Linked DNA regions of Mus musculus: all the other regions are linked to region 1. The links are chromatin contacts, called in public ChIA-PET, HiChIP or PLAC-seq and promoter capture Hi-C maps. All regions are on one chromosome and are shown on one strand. The core of a region is the stretch at or near the end of the contact, and the rest is flanking DNA. Distances in the headings are between cores, read along the strand shown.

What was found. ChIA-PET counts read pairs in DNA pulled down with a chosen protein or histone mark. HiChIP or PLAC-seq counts read pairs in DNA pulled down with a chosen protein or histone mark. Capture Hi-C pulls out chosen DNA fragments and counts their contacts.
Region 2: a promoter capture Hi-C map of adipose tissue shows a contact between it and region 1. The contact joins the promoter of Eif3i here to the promoter of C77080 in region 1. A contact is called at or near these places in 1 of 115 datasets of contacts at active chromatin or transcription factors (pancreatic cancer cells) and 1 of 9 other capture datasets (adipose tissue).
Region 3: an RNA polymerase II ChIA-PET map of memory CD8 T cells shows a contact between it and region 1, with 11 read pairs. The contact joins the promoter of Lck here to the promoter of C77080 in region 1. A contact is called at or near these places in 2 of 115 datasets of contacts at active chromatin or transcription factors (memory CD8 T cells and pancreatic cancer cells).
Region 4: a FOXA1 HiChIP or PLAC-seq map of pancreatic cancer cells shows a contact between it and region 1. The contact joins the promoter of Hdac1 here to the promoter of C77080 in region 1. A contact is called at or near these places in 1 of 484 Hi-C or Micro-C datasets (embryonic stem cells), 4 of 115 datasets of contacts at active chromatin or transcription factors (embryonic stem cells, memory CD8 T cells and pancreatic cancer cells) and 1 of 9 other capture datasets (pancreatic islet).

Annotation. Positions count from the first base shown.
Region 1 is chr4:129,246,627-129,250,010 of GRCm38.p6, reverse strand. C77080 (expressed sequence C77080) reads left to right here and starts at 1,568. Exons shown (of 7, transcript NM_001033189.3): 1 at 1,568-1,890. The coding sequence starts at 1,665. All of the region lies in intron 1 of Gm12976 (a long non-coding RNA gene), which reads right to left.
Region 2 is chr4:129,598,991-129,602,374 of GRCm38.p6, reverse strand. Eif3i (eukaryotic translation initiation factor 3, subunit I) reads left to right here and starts at 1,727. Exons shown (of 11, transcript NM_018799.2): 1 at 1,727-1,781; 2 at 1,874-1,966; 3 at 3,333-3,384. The coding sequence starts at 1,779. It overlaps Tmem234 (transmembrane protein 234), which reads right to left and starts at 1,695. Exons shown (of 5, transcript NM_029748.3): 1 at 1,644-1,695; 2 at 1,241-1,392; 3 at 114-180. The coding sequence starts at 1,659.
Region 3 is chr4:129,571,829-129,575,212 of GRCm38.p6, reverse strand. It overlaps Lck (lymphocyte protein tyrosine kinase), which reads left to right and starts at 1,572. Exons shown (of 13, transcript NM_001162433.1): 1 at 1,572-1,698.
Region 4 is chr4:129,540,792-129,544,175 of GRCm38.p6, reverse strand. It overlaps Hdac1 (histone deacetylase 1), which reads left to right and starts at 1,530. Exons shown (of 14, transcript NM_008228.2): 1 at 1,530-1,595. The coding sequence starts at 1,547.

The DNA.
Region 1 (3,384 bases), core at 319-2,818:
TCTAGGACAGCAGCCTGTGCTCCTAACCACGGGGAGCAATCTCTCAAGCCCGAGAGCAACACTTTTTGCAGCCAGGCATGTTGGTAGTGGTAGCAGCTTACATAGGTCCACCATACGATGACACGAGGATAGTATGATGGCCTTAAAGATTATACAGCCAAACTCTGCCACAGGAAAGAGAGTACTGAAAGAGTGGGTACTGGTGGTTAGGAATAAAGAACACTCTCCTGACCACACTTTCCAAAGGCCAGGGCAAGGACAGCCGCCTTTAGATCTCCAATCCAACTTCCTCTCCTCCTGCTGGGAGCAGCTGGCATTCAGAAAAGACTTGTTTATACATGTAAACAAACAAACAAAAAGCCAGAGTATTTGTCTTCCCACTTCTGAATGCATGCAGACTTATTTTATTTATCCCTTTGCCTGAGGCTCAGCATGGGTAGTAGGTGATCTGCCTTAGGGCCCAGGTTCACCACTGCTGGGAGCCTTGGGGCCGTTCAGGGACTGGAGCAGGTCAGATCACTCTGCACTGAGGTCCGCTTACAACCTTAGAGTGAGGTCTACTGCGTGCCAGGGCAGATTAGGCTGGGTGATCAGGTCCTGTTCCTGTCCTAATGCAGACTAGGGCCCCGGGAGAAAGCTGTGTGACAAAAGTCAAGTTGATGATGCTAGACAACTCTCAACTCTAACTGCGGGACGTATGAACAAGACTCTTCTGGGGGCCGCGGAGGTTTGCTAGCCTCGAGGCAGAGATGAGCATCAGAATGCTGGCTTTGATTCCCTCCTGGCCTCACTCTCCCTTCTGTCCTAAGGGGGAAACATTCCCTACCTTGCTTTCCTCGCAGCTTATAAAATCAGAGATATAAAAGGGCTTGGTCAGCTATAATACAGCACGAGAGGCCGGCAAGGAAATGAACACAGCATTTTCCAGACTTCTAAAGGCTTTCCCTTAACCAGCTTCTCCAGGCACACACTTAGTCGCCTACCTCAAGATCCACCCTTATTTATCGTAGTTGAGCATCTCAGTAGGAAAGCCCGAGTCTTACTATAAGTGCCCTGGGGGAATCACAGCCTCGTTAAGGGTAAACTGAGGCCTGAACATCCCACTCTAGGTACTCAGGAATGAATCAGAAACAACCAAGAACAGAGCAATTGCTGGAGGCTTCCCCCCCACCCCCCTCCGGTGGTCCTGAGCCAGGGGAATACCTGCCACAGGTCCCAGGTGTCTGGGAAAAAAAGTCTTTCCCCAACCATAGGAGACACCGGGTGATCCAAAGGCCAGTACCTCGCTGCCCTACGAATCCCGAACACCCTCGGGGTTTTTCGAGAGACAGACCCTCGAGGATCAAGGAGGGGCGGGGCGAGGAACCTCTACTCTGCAGCCGGACCTCGCCCTCGGGGCAAGGCCGGCGGGGAGGGGCGCCTTGCCGCTGCGCTGCTACCGTCCCCCCCCCCCCCGCCCCCGACGGCCGCTCCCGCCGCTCGAGCCCCGCCCGCCCGGCGGCCCCGCCCGCGCTGCCCCCGCCCCCGCAGCGATCGCTCAGCCTCCGCCGCCCAAACTTTTTTCTCCGGGCGCGTCTCCGGCGGCGGCCGCCCCCGCGCATGGGCGCCGCGCTGCAGGGGGCCTGACCCCCGCCGCGGGCACCGCGCCTCCCCAGCCCCGCGCCATGGCGGCCCGCGCGCCCCCCGCCGCACCTGCGGCCGACGAGCCTGGGAGCCCCGGCGGCCCCCCGCGCAGGAAGAAGTCCCGCTCCGGCCTCCGCCGTGCCTTCAGCTGGCTGAGGGGCAAACGGCGCAAGAAGAAGGCGGCCGGGGCCGAGGGCGCCGAGTCCACAGCCTCGCGGGCTAAGAAAGCGGACGACAAGGCCAAGCGGGCCAAGGGCAAAAGCCGAGGTGAGCTGGCCTGGCACCTGGGTCGAGCGCGCCCATGGGTGTGGCAGGGTGGGTCCCTCTGGTGGGGTCGGCTGTAATGTGGACGGCTTGTCTCCTAGGCAATGGTTTTGGGGGAAGTGAAGAGCCCAGGGCACCCCAAGATAGGTCCTGCGCCGCTCCAGGGGCACAACCTATCCAACTGTGAGAGGCAGAGACCCCCATCTGGGCAGGGATCCCCTAGTTTACGCAGGAAGTGCTGGCTGGCTGGCCCTCCTGGTGGAAAGACACTTTCCTTCTCCTAAGTTGTGCCCTCTGCTGAGTCAAGGGGTCAGAGATTTGACACTGGCCCAGGGCCAATGGGAGAGGCAGGTGGCCTTGGGTCTTGGGGTGTCGGTCTCTTTGGGTCTTTAAGGTCAGCCTACTCAAAAGGAGTTCTTTTTGCCCTCCAGGTAGATCCTGGTTCCAGCTCCCCAAAGTACTCAGCTTGGAGTCCTTTGCTTGAGGTTGTTACCAGTGTTAGCTTTTCCCATCTCCACACCCCGCACCCCCCCTCCCCTCCCTTACCTGGGCCAAACCACAAACATCCACCTCCTGAGGTGGTGAGATCACCTTCCTGAACCAGAGTCCTCTCCTCATCACTCACCACTCTCCCTAGTCCCTTGTCCCCCGTAGTAACCTGCTTGTGTTGAAAATGGAGAAACTGAGGCTCAAGTGAGGTGGAGAGCCTTTGCCTGTGCTGCTGTGCCAGGAGAAGTCAGCAGCTGCTTCCTAGTGTTTGGAAGTTTTGAGCCCATGGCTCTCCCTGGACTCTAAGGGGTGGGAAGCCTGAGAGATGGGGGAGATGGGGAAGGAAGAAACTGGGAGCCTTATATCCCTGTTAAGGTCACTGTACTTTTGGCCACTTGTTTGGCTTCTCCCCCATCTCCTGTTTCTGTCATCAGTTTGGTGGGGAGACCTTTAGTCTCTGCTGGGGCGGGGGGGGGGGGTAGAGGCCAGCGGCTGCTGGAAGTTTATCTTCCTATACTGCCAAGCTAAAGTGCTGAAGGTGAGGGAATGGCCTGGGTCAGGGCCCATCCCACCTAGCTGTGTTTACCTTCAGTGTCCTTTAACTGCCTCTGGCGAATTAGAAGGAACTTTAGGGGTCAGGAAGAGGGTGGAAAGCCTCTTGTACGATTGCATCCGGCAGATCTTCCTTTTGGATAAGGGCCCTGCTCCCTTGCGGCCCAGCCACAAATAGAAATTTGGGCGCTGGGACTGAGATGAGTGGGCCAAGCCCCGAGGGAAGATTTGCTGGAGGCGTGTTTTCCAGGGTTCTGCAGCCCCTAACTGGAGGGGAGTGTGTCCCAGGGTTTCCCACTGGCATTCAGGGTGAAGTCATTCCCTTCCGCCTTAAGAGAGCTTGTGTCAGAAAGACAGCAATACAGGTTGTGGTGGTGGTCGGATGGTCAGGCAGGATAGTGGCCCAGTGGGATACCTTATGGGAGTGGATTCTCTTTTTCAGGCGAGCAGGCTGCA
Region 2 (3,384 bases), core at 478-2,977, 350 kb before region 1:
CCACAGAAGGACCAGAAACCGGTGCTCTGCCTCATTGACAGGTGCAAGGTCTTTCAGGTTCCCTTCGTAAAATATGGCGTCCACCCCAGAGAAGACCCGAGCCAGAGACCCACCTGTTGATGCCAAAGTCAAGTAGTAGAGAAGGGATCCACTCTGATTGAGGAGAAAGGGCATCAGGTACTAGAAAGAGGAGAGACCTGTCAGGGGCTGCCTGCGTGTGCAACGGCTTTCCCAGTTCTCAACCTTCCTAATGCTGCGACCCTTTAATCCAGTTCCTCATGTTGTGGGGACCCCCCAACCATAAAATTATTTTCATTGCCACTTCACAACTGTAATTTTACTACAGTTATGGACTGTCACGTAAGTATCTGATATGCAGGATATCTGGTGTCAGACCCCTTGCCAGTTGTTACCCAGTTCGAGAGTCCCTGTTCTGGCTTGCACCTTCCCACGGGGGTTGGCATGGTTACAAATGCTCAGGGACCGCTCATGTGTTTGAAGACCCCTTAGAGCAAACAGAGAAACGCATTCAATGTACTCTATTGCCTTAAATGCCCTCTCCCTCGTCATGGCCAGTTCCCATCGTCCCTGCTGGTATAAGGCCTTGAGTGACAGTGTTACCCCTTCTAAGTAGCCCACTCCATGTCCTCCAGCTTCATCTCTCTGTACAGAATTCACACAGTACTATAAATATAGTACCTCTCTCCTTCCCCCTAACCCTCAGAGTAGGGCATATCTAGCTAGCTTACATAGGCAGCCATGGGCAGTTCTCGATAGCTTTCCTTATGTTCTACCCCAGGGCAAGTTGAGCCGAAAGAAAGCTCAACTTGGTGATGATGACCTTAAGAGTAGTCCTGGAGCCTGGCAGTGGTGGCGCCTTTAATCCCAGCACTCAGGAGTCAGATGCAGGCTGATCTCTGAATTCGAGGCTAGTGAGTTCAGGGTAGCCAGGGATACACAGAGAAACCCTGTCTCCAAAAACAAACAATAAGCAAAAATAGTCATTGATTGAACATGTACCCTGTACTAGGCCCAATGCTAAGTGTTTTATGTGTCTTACTTGAGTTCTTATATCAGCCCTATACAAGGGTTATCATTAAATTTTCCATTTTTTTGACGAAACAGACTCACAGAGGATAAATGACTCTTCCAGGAACTTCTAGTGAGTAAGAGATGGGCTGGGAATACGGCCGACCTATGGTGAAATTTTCAGGGGCTCGTCCGTGAGAGCTAGACGCACCTCAGTATTCCCGAAGAGAGCCTTTATCTCCTGCAACAGCTGCCAGGCCCACGTCCGCTCACGCACTTGCTCCAGGCCGGAGGAGGCTCGCTTCAGCAGCGGCTGCGTGCCACCCCACAGTGCGGCCACCAGCACCAGAGCAAGCACCTGCCCTGAAAGCAAAGGGTCAGAAAGTCACCCGGGTCCTCCTCCGGCCTCCTGCACCCTGCTGCCCGGCTCCATCTCCCTCCCTCCCTCTTCCCGCCGGGCTGTGATCGGTCGGGAGGACCCGCCCAGAGGGCGGCCGAAGTGAGACCAGGGTGCGTGGCTCAGCATTCCTGAGGCTCGGGGATGCCAGGAGACTGAGAACAGAGCTCCCGAGCCAGAGTCGGAGCCCGCGGAGGTGGGGGGCCCGGCTACCCACCCCAGGACGCCGCCATGAAAACGCCAGGCCCTTCTACTTCCGGGAGCGAGAGGGCGGAGCCCCCGCATCCGGAAGTCGTCCCTAGTCTTTTTCCGGTCCCACTCACATTGCCTCTCTCCTCGCGTCACCGCCAGGATGGTGAGTTCCAGGCGCGGCGTGCTGCCGTCGGGGGGCCTCAGTAGGCATGGGACGGGGTTCCCGGCACTGACACCCCGGTTCTGTCCCCACAGAAACCCATCCTGCTGCAGGGCCATGAGCGGTCCATCACGCAGATCAAGTATAACCGCGAAGGAGACCTTCTCTTCACCGTGGCCAAAGACCCTGTGAGCGACTGCGTGAGGGCGGGCGGCCGGGGGTCCGGGGCGGGGGGCCCGGAGGGGGCGAGTTCGCGCCGCCCGGACTGCGGGTGGACAAGGTTTACTGCCTGCGGGAGGGAAATTTTTCTGATAAGTAGGGAAAACCAACCCCATACCGCGGTAGGTTGGCGACAGCATTCCGCCAGGGAAATCTGGAAGGGAAGGGTACCTAGCCAGGGAGAAGAGAATCAGGAGACTGGAAGGGAGCCCAGGGACAGGACAGGACAGAATCAAGTGGTCTGTTCAATCCCACTTTGTTTCCTTTGGGGATTGTCTTTTGAGGCATTTGCATTGGAGGCAATAAACTGATAGTTAACAGTGGAGAGTTAAGTCGGAGCTTGAGATCTGAGCCCTAACTCCTGCTCCTACTAAGCAGTGTGACTTTGAACATGACATTTACCTTTTCTATAAACCACAGTTTTCCCTTTTAATAAAACATGGAGACTTTAATTAGCTCCCTCAGCAGAGTGAGGTCATTTCTGTAAATCGTTTTGCACTGTACCCGATGCATGTAAGTCACTTATTTTAAGTTTCATAGACATGGTTTCATTGGAGCTTCACAGCTGCCCTTTGAAGAAAGCTGTTGACAAGAGTGGGGTATCTGTCCATGGTGGCCAGCACACCTCTCCATCCTCCTGCCTCAGCCTCCTGGTCTTGGGAATACAAGTGTGTGCTACCACACACAGCCCCTCCCAGTCATTTTTTTTTTTTAATGTATGTGTGTGTAATGATTTTGTTTATTTTATGTGTATGGGTGCTTTGCTGCATTGTATGTCTACATAGCATGTGAGTGCCTGGTGCCTGTGAAGGCCAGAAGAGGATATCAAATCTCCTGGAACTGCAGATACAGATTGTTGTAAGCCATCATGTGGGTGTTGGGAATCAAACCCAAGTCATCTGGAGGAGCAGCCAGTGCTCTTTAAGCTCTGAGCCTTCTCTTCAGCTCTCCTAGCCATTTAAAGGAAGGGAGCTCTGTATTTAAGATCACACAGTGAGCTAGTGACAAAGCAGTGGAGCCCATACATCCTTACTGTCATCCGGAGTCAATTGAACAGGACCCGAAAGGTTTTTTTTCACACTGCAACTCAGGTTGGCCTTTACCTCTTCTGACTCCAGACAAAAGCACATGAGGATGCTATTGGAGGCCTGGCTCTTCTACAGCTTATGTTAGGAAAGGAGGAGAACCCAGGAGCTGGGCGGTCCTATCAGCTCTTCACTGGTAAATGAGCAGAAGGCAAACCTGGCTTGGCTAGAGCCTGCAGAGGGTTTGTAGTGCAAGCTAAGCTATTGATTATTTTGGGATGTGACCATCCTATCATTTTACTCTTTCCAGATCGTCAACGTGTGGTACTCTGTCAATGGGGAGAGGCTAGGCACCTACATGG
Region 3 (3,384 bases), core at 323-2,822, 330 kb before region 1:
TCCTGCTGATGTCAGAATGTCTCTGCCCGCCACAGATACCTGTGCAGTATGCTTGCTCGGTCCTCTACCGGAGGCAACTCGTGGTTATGGCTATGCGCTCCATTAGGGGTGTGGCCTTGCCTCTACTTGAATTACCATTCTGCTGTGCTGTCCTGTCCCCTGCCTGTTATTCTATCTATCTATCTATCTATCTATCTATCTATCTATCTATCTATCTATCTATTATCTATCTACTATCTATCTATATCTACTATCTATCTATCTATCGATCTATCTATCTATCTATCTATCTATCTTCTATCTGTCTCTATCATCTATGTATCTATCTATGTATCTCTGTATGTATCTATGTTTGTATGTATCTATCTACCTATGTATCTATGTATCTATCTATGTATCTATGTATCTATCTCTATCATCTATGTATCTATGTATCTCTGTATGCATATATGTGTGTATGTATGTATGTGTGTATGTATGTATGTGTGTATGTGTGTATGTATGTATGTATGTGTGTATCTACCTATCTATCCATCTACCTATCATCTATCTATCTATCTATCTATCTATCTATCTATCTATCTATCTATCTATCTATCGAAACAGGGTCTCTTTATGTAGCTCTGGCTGTCCTGGAACTTACTGCATAAGTTAGTCTGGCCTGAAACTTGCAGAGATCTGCCAGCCTCTGCCTCCGGAATGCTGGGATTAAAGCCTTATGCCACCATGCCCCAGCCTGTCACTAGGGCCTTAAGACATGAGGTTTTCTTGTCTTCCTCCTGAAACAGACTGTCAACAGTCGATCCTTAGGCACAGGATGACATGGATACGGCTCTGCCAGTGAATGTGGCTGCTGTTTTTACTATAGTACATATAACCTTGTCACCAACTATCTAACAGAGATAGATGCTGTCCAGGTTCAACTCTGAACAAGAGATGCCTTTGGCTGTCCGGCTAAATTAAAGGCCACCCAGTTCTTACATAGCACGGCTGGAGTTGAGTGCAGCGCCATTTCCTTCCCTGTGAGCTAAACTGTAGCTGCTGTGTTCTGCTCACGGGGGCAAAGGCTCTCTTCTCTTACCCAGGAGTATCTTGGAGGGTAGGAGGAGTGCTCCATCAAACAGCCTTCCCCACCATGTTTAGTGACCTTCAAGGGGAGGAAGAGGCAAGTGAATCTCTGTGAGTTCAAGGCAACATAGCAAATTCCATAACAGTCAGGGCAACACGGTGAGTCCCTGCGTTAAAAAAAAATCCTCTCATTGGTTGATGACGACGACGACGATGATGATGATGATTGGACTTGAGGGGTCTAGGCTGGTCTGGAACTCTGTATGTAGCCATTCCTGTCTTCACCTCCAGAACGCTGGGAATATGGACCTATGCCATCACACACAGCCTTCCTCCCTAAGTGCCTCCCTCAGTATGAGTAGAAGCTGGCCTAGAGATGTATGGGACCCAAGAGGCTGAGGGGGTCTAGGTCTATGGCAGCAGGAAGCCTGAGGTGCTGGAGGCTTGTGGTTGGGTTGCTGGGGCTGGGTTGGCTGCAGAGCCCTCAGGAGACAGGAAGTCAGGGTGGAACGTGGGCGCGAGGAGACAGGTGGTGACTACGACGGCGAGGGGAGCTGACACCGGGTCCAGGCAGCCAAGCCAGGCTAGGAGCATCATGTGAATAGGCCAGAAGGCTCCCAGGCTGGGCAGGTAAGGGGTACTGGGAACAACAGTGTAGAAGGGGGCAATGGTGGGAACCAGACAGCAGAACACTGCGTCTGTGGAGGCCTAGGCTCCTTAGGTGTACAGAAACCTTTCAGAAATGCCTTCCTGGAGGTTGTCTGAGCTGGTGGCTCTTGCCTCTGCCATCTGCTGTCCATCATTTCCCACCTTAGGAGGAGCACACTCCTGGGAGAGCCAGCACATGATGTCAAGTGTTAAGAAGGCCACCAGCAGCCACCTGTCCAGTTCCTTGAGCTCAGAGGATGAGGTTTCTGAGGTCCAAAGGTGGCTGTGACCCTGTCTTAACCCATACCTCCTCACGATGGTCCGCGGCAAAGCAGGACCTTGCGTGGGGGTGTAGGCTTGACCTGGGCTCCTTCTATGCCTGTGGCACACAGGGTGATGAGATGGACCGTCCTGAGGGCAGGGCCCCAGGAATCAGTCCCCAGGTCCCTAAGGCAGACCCAAGTGGCAGAAACAGATGAAAGAGTAACCCATGGGATCCAGGTGGACATATGAGAATCGACGGCAGCCTTAGCAACCAGCATCCTGAAACACAGAGGAGTCAGTAAGGAAGCAGATAGATATGTGTAGGGCGTTTATCCAGAATGGATGTGTGTTCCCCGGGGAAGTTGGTAGTGAACGAGATGGGAGAAGGGAAGAGGAAAGACTATTTTTATCCTGAACTGGGTATAGCTGGAGCAGGGCAAGAACTTCTGAACTTCCCTCTGGAAAGTCACCGCTCCTGTCCTGCCAAGTGTCAGGACAGGATGTTCTTGCCTTTGCCCTTGTCCCCATCCTGTCTTAACTCAGCTGTATTTGTGTGTTCATGTCGGCCTTCATGATTCTTCCTTCAGACCCTAAAGGATAGAGGCCCAGAATCTTGTCACCAGCCACCACCCATTCGTTCAGTCAAACTCTAAACTCTGGAGGACGGTCTCTTCCTCCACTGACTGTCCAGGTTTCCCTTGCCTCACCGTAGATGTTTATGTCACAGATTTTCCATCTTGTCAGCATATGCTGGCCTCTTCCAAGACCTTGCCTCCTTACAGGGGCAGGAAACACACTGGCTCTTCCGGTGTTTCATCTGTCCTTGAACTGCAGTCCTCTAGGCTGGCCCTGTGCTGACTGGGAGAGGAATCCAACAGGGTTGCTTGTTCTTGGAGCTCAGGATGGTGGCTCTTCTCAAAAGAGCCCAGAGGACAAAGTCAGAGAATGGGTTGAGATCAGACGAGGGAGAAGTTTCCTTCAAGGGAATCTAGAAGCTTCCTGAACAAGGCTCATTCTGGAAGGTGCTTAGGACAGAAAACTAAGGTCCCCACCCCCTGTGCTGCTCTCCGGGACCACAGAGGCAGAGACCTCAGAATAAAGTCAAAGGTGCAAGAGCCCAGGTGTGGTATAGTGTAAACACACACACACACACACACACACACACACACACACACACACACTTTTCAGCATCAGAGAAAGGCCCAGGAAGAATTCACTGTCTGAGTGAGTGGTTTGTCCGCCCCATATTTCAGTCTGTTTATAAAGACACAATAACAAAGCTCTTGCTTCCAAAATGCCTGGCAAAATCAAAGGGATAATAATGATAATGTGCCCTGGATAGTATTGACACACAGTAGGTGCTTAAGGGAAGCTAGGTACTTCCTCTCCCTGCAGAGTGTTGGT
Region 4 (3,384 bases), core at 281-2,780, 290 kb before region 1:
GTGGTGAAGGTCTTTTTTTTTGTTGTTGTTGTTGGTTCCCCCCCCACCCCCCAGACACGGTTTCTCTGTATAGCCACGTCTGTCCTGGAACTCACTGTGTAGACCAGGCTGGCCTCAAATTTAGAAATCAGCCTGCCTCTGCCTCTCAAGTGTTGGGATTAAAGACATATGCCACCCACTCTGGGGATAGAGGCAGGCAGATTTCTGAGTCGAAGACTCAGTTGAAATAAGGAGATCTGACGCCCTTCTGGTCTGGTGTGTGTCTGAAGGCAGCTACAGTGTACTTAATAAATAAATAAATAAATAAATAAATCTTTAAAAAAAAAAAAGGCAGGTGTGGTGGGGCATGCCTTTAATCACAGCACTCCGGAGGCAGAGGCAGGCAGATGTCTGAGTTCGAGCCCAGCCTGGTCTACAAAGTGAGTTCCAGGACAGCCAGGGCTATACAGAGAAACCCTATCTTGAAAAACAAACAAACAAACAAAAAAGCAAAAACAAACGAAGAAACAACCCCGCCCCCCCACCCCCACGTCCCCCCCAAACAACAACTTAGGCTTTCAGTTTAGAAAAATTAAGTTCTGGGTAGGTGAGATGGTTGCTGCCACCATGCCTGACCCAAATTTTCTGGATGGATCGCCCCGCCCCCACCCAGAGCCATTACATAGGAACACTCCCTCCAACACTCCCTCCAGTAAATTAAAAACTAAACACCAAGTTCTGTTACTTTGTCACAGTGCTCGGGCATATTGGATTTTGTCTTTTTTTAAAAAAAATATGTACAATTGGAGACGGAATTTAATTTGTAACACTGAATAAGCTCTTCAGCTTTACCTGTAAAATTGTTTTGTTATTTTTTGAGACATGCTTTCACTACGGAGAGCAAGTTGGCCTCAGATTACAGAGATCTTCCTGACTCTGCCTCCTGAGTGCTGGGATCAAAGACATAGCAACCACGCCCAACTGAAAACGAGCTTTGACATTAAAAAAGAAAAGTCCGTCAGAACTTATGAGCACATAAAGGTCTTGCCCCACTACAGTAGGCCTCTGGATATTTTCTTTCTGTTCCTTGCCATTCATTTCTCTCTCCAGTTCTAATCCAGACCAAACCTAGTCTTTTAGCTGCGTGACCTTGCGCAAGCATCTTTCCCCGGGAAGCCTCGGCGTATTCTCGGTAAAACGAGAAAGTTGGCCTCTGATCTTTGCACACGCTCCCAACTGTGAAGCGGGCTGCAGAGTTTACGGAGCCGACTCCCTCTCCCGGGACTCGATGGTACGGCCCCCGGTCTCCCCCACCCCTCCGCGCCGGACTTTGGTACAGGCCCAGGGGGCCCGCGGTGGCTTCTCTAAGCTGCCCTTGCCCCCCGCCGAGTTCCGGGCCCGACCCCGCGCATGCCGATTGGTTAGAGTGAGGCCCGGGCTGTGCGGCTATAGGTGATCCCGGGGGTGGGCGGGGCTTCGAGGCCGGCCCCTCCCCCTGGTCGGACGCCGTAAGGAGCCGCGGGCGGGCGGGCGGACAGACTGACGGGAGGGCCGGGCGGCGAGCAAGATGGCGCAGACTCAGGGCACCAAGAGGAAAGTCTGTTACTACTACGACGGTGAGCTGCGGGTGGGCGGCGCGGGCCGGGCGTTGGGGAAAGGCTGGGGGAGGAGGCTGGGAGGAGGCTGAAGCCCCGGGGAGGCTGAGGGAAAGTCGAGGCTGAAGGAGGAGGTTGGAGAGAGGAAGTCGAGGCTGAGGCCGGAGATGAGGTGGGGGTCGTGGAAGGGGTAGTCTGCGGTAATCCCGGTGGCGGAGATTCTCGGGGAATCCGACCTGAAGTTGGAGTGGGATTCCTGGAGGGAAGCCTAAGTGGCGGCGGGGATCGGAATATGATGGAGACGGTTTGCCTGGATATCTTCCCCTGCTGAGAATACAAAGGTTTTTCACTGTCCCCATTCACTCTCTCTCTTTTTCTTTCTTTCTTTTGGTGAGTTCTGCAGGACTGGCCACTCATCCCCTCCCCCACTCCATCCCCCAAGTCTATGAGTAGGGCCTGCAGTTGCTAGTTGGGAAATGGGGCTCCCCGGGGATGCAAGAAGAGAGGTGCATGAAACTTGTTAAAACGACTTTTCATTGAGCCAGCGCGAGCATCTTACTCTGTCCTGGGTTGTGTTTCTGTTGGGGCTGGAGGGCTCATCGAGGCACATTTCCTGTGTTGAGTTCCCGTCTGAAGGGGGAGCTAGACAATGTCACAGGTATCTTTCGGTGTTAGCGCTGGGACAAGGGAATGTGGGGTGGAGGAGAACACAGCAGGAGCCTCAGCCCAACCTGAGAGGAGCAGGTTGTGTGTCAGTGCTTAGGACCCAAGAACTGGAGTTACAAGCCAGGCCCTGGCAAGTGGAGCCAACAGCAGGGGGAGGGGACAGCACCTTTATCTGAGAAAGGGTCTCACAGTGTAACTCAGCTGGTCTTGGATTAAGCCCCTTCTTCTTACTCTTGACTCCAGGCTTACACCACTTGGTCCAGCATTTGTGTTTTGGGAATAGCAGTTGAGTTGTTCAGGGGACATCTAGCCAGCCAGCCAGTAGGCGGTTGGCTGTTTAGATCTGAAATTTAGAAGACAGATATTTTTTGGTAATTGTCGGTATAAAATAATTCAGATAGTAATTTTAGCTGGATTAGAAAAGGGTGTTATAACTCCAGTTGTAGAGGGTGAAGAGCTATGTTGATACTTTTTTTTTTTTTTTGGAAATGGCCTCTGTGTAACCCTGGCTAGCCTGGAACTCACTTTGTAGACCAGGTTTGCTTCCTACTGGAAGAGATTTATCCTACCCCCCTCCCGAGTGCTAGGATTAAAGGCATGTGCCACAACCCTGGCCTGTTTTAATTCTGAAGAAGTGGACTAAGAAGGTTCAGTGGTCCTGATTGCTCTTTCACTATGCTGTCTTTCAACTGTTAGCCACATTCCTGTTTCAGTCTTTCCCAGTGCTGTGGGGTGACGGAGCCACCAAGCCTGGTGTCTTCTTGTTTCTGTTCTGTTTTGTTTTTAAGGCAGGGTCTGTCTCTAACAGCCCTAGCTGTCCTGGAAGTTGCTTTGTAGACCAACTAGGCTGGCCTCTGAACTCAGAGAGATCCCCCTGCCTCTGCCTCCTGAGTATTAAAGGGGTGCACCACTGTCTAGCAGCCTCATTTTTTGTTTCGGTTCTTTTTGTTTGTTTGGTTTGGTTTGGTTTGGTTTTGGTTTTTTGAGACAGTTTCTCTGCGTAGCCCTGGCTGTCCTGGAACTTACTCTCTAGACCAGGCTGGCCTCAAACTTAGAAATCCGTCTGCCTCTGGCCACCAAGTGCTGGGAATTTTTTTTCTTCTTCTTGTTTTTTGTAGATAATACATTTCTTGGAGAAAAGTCT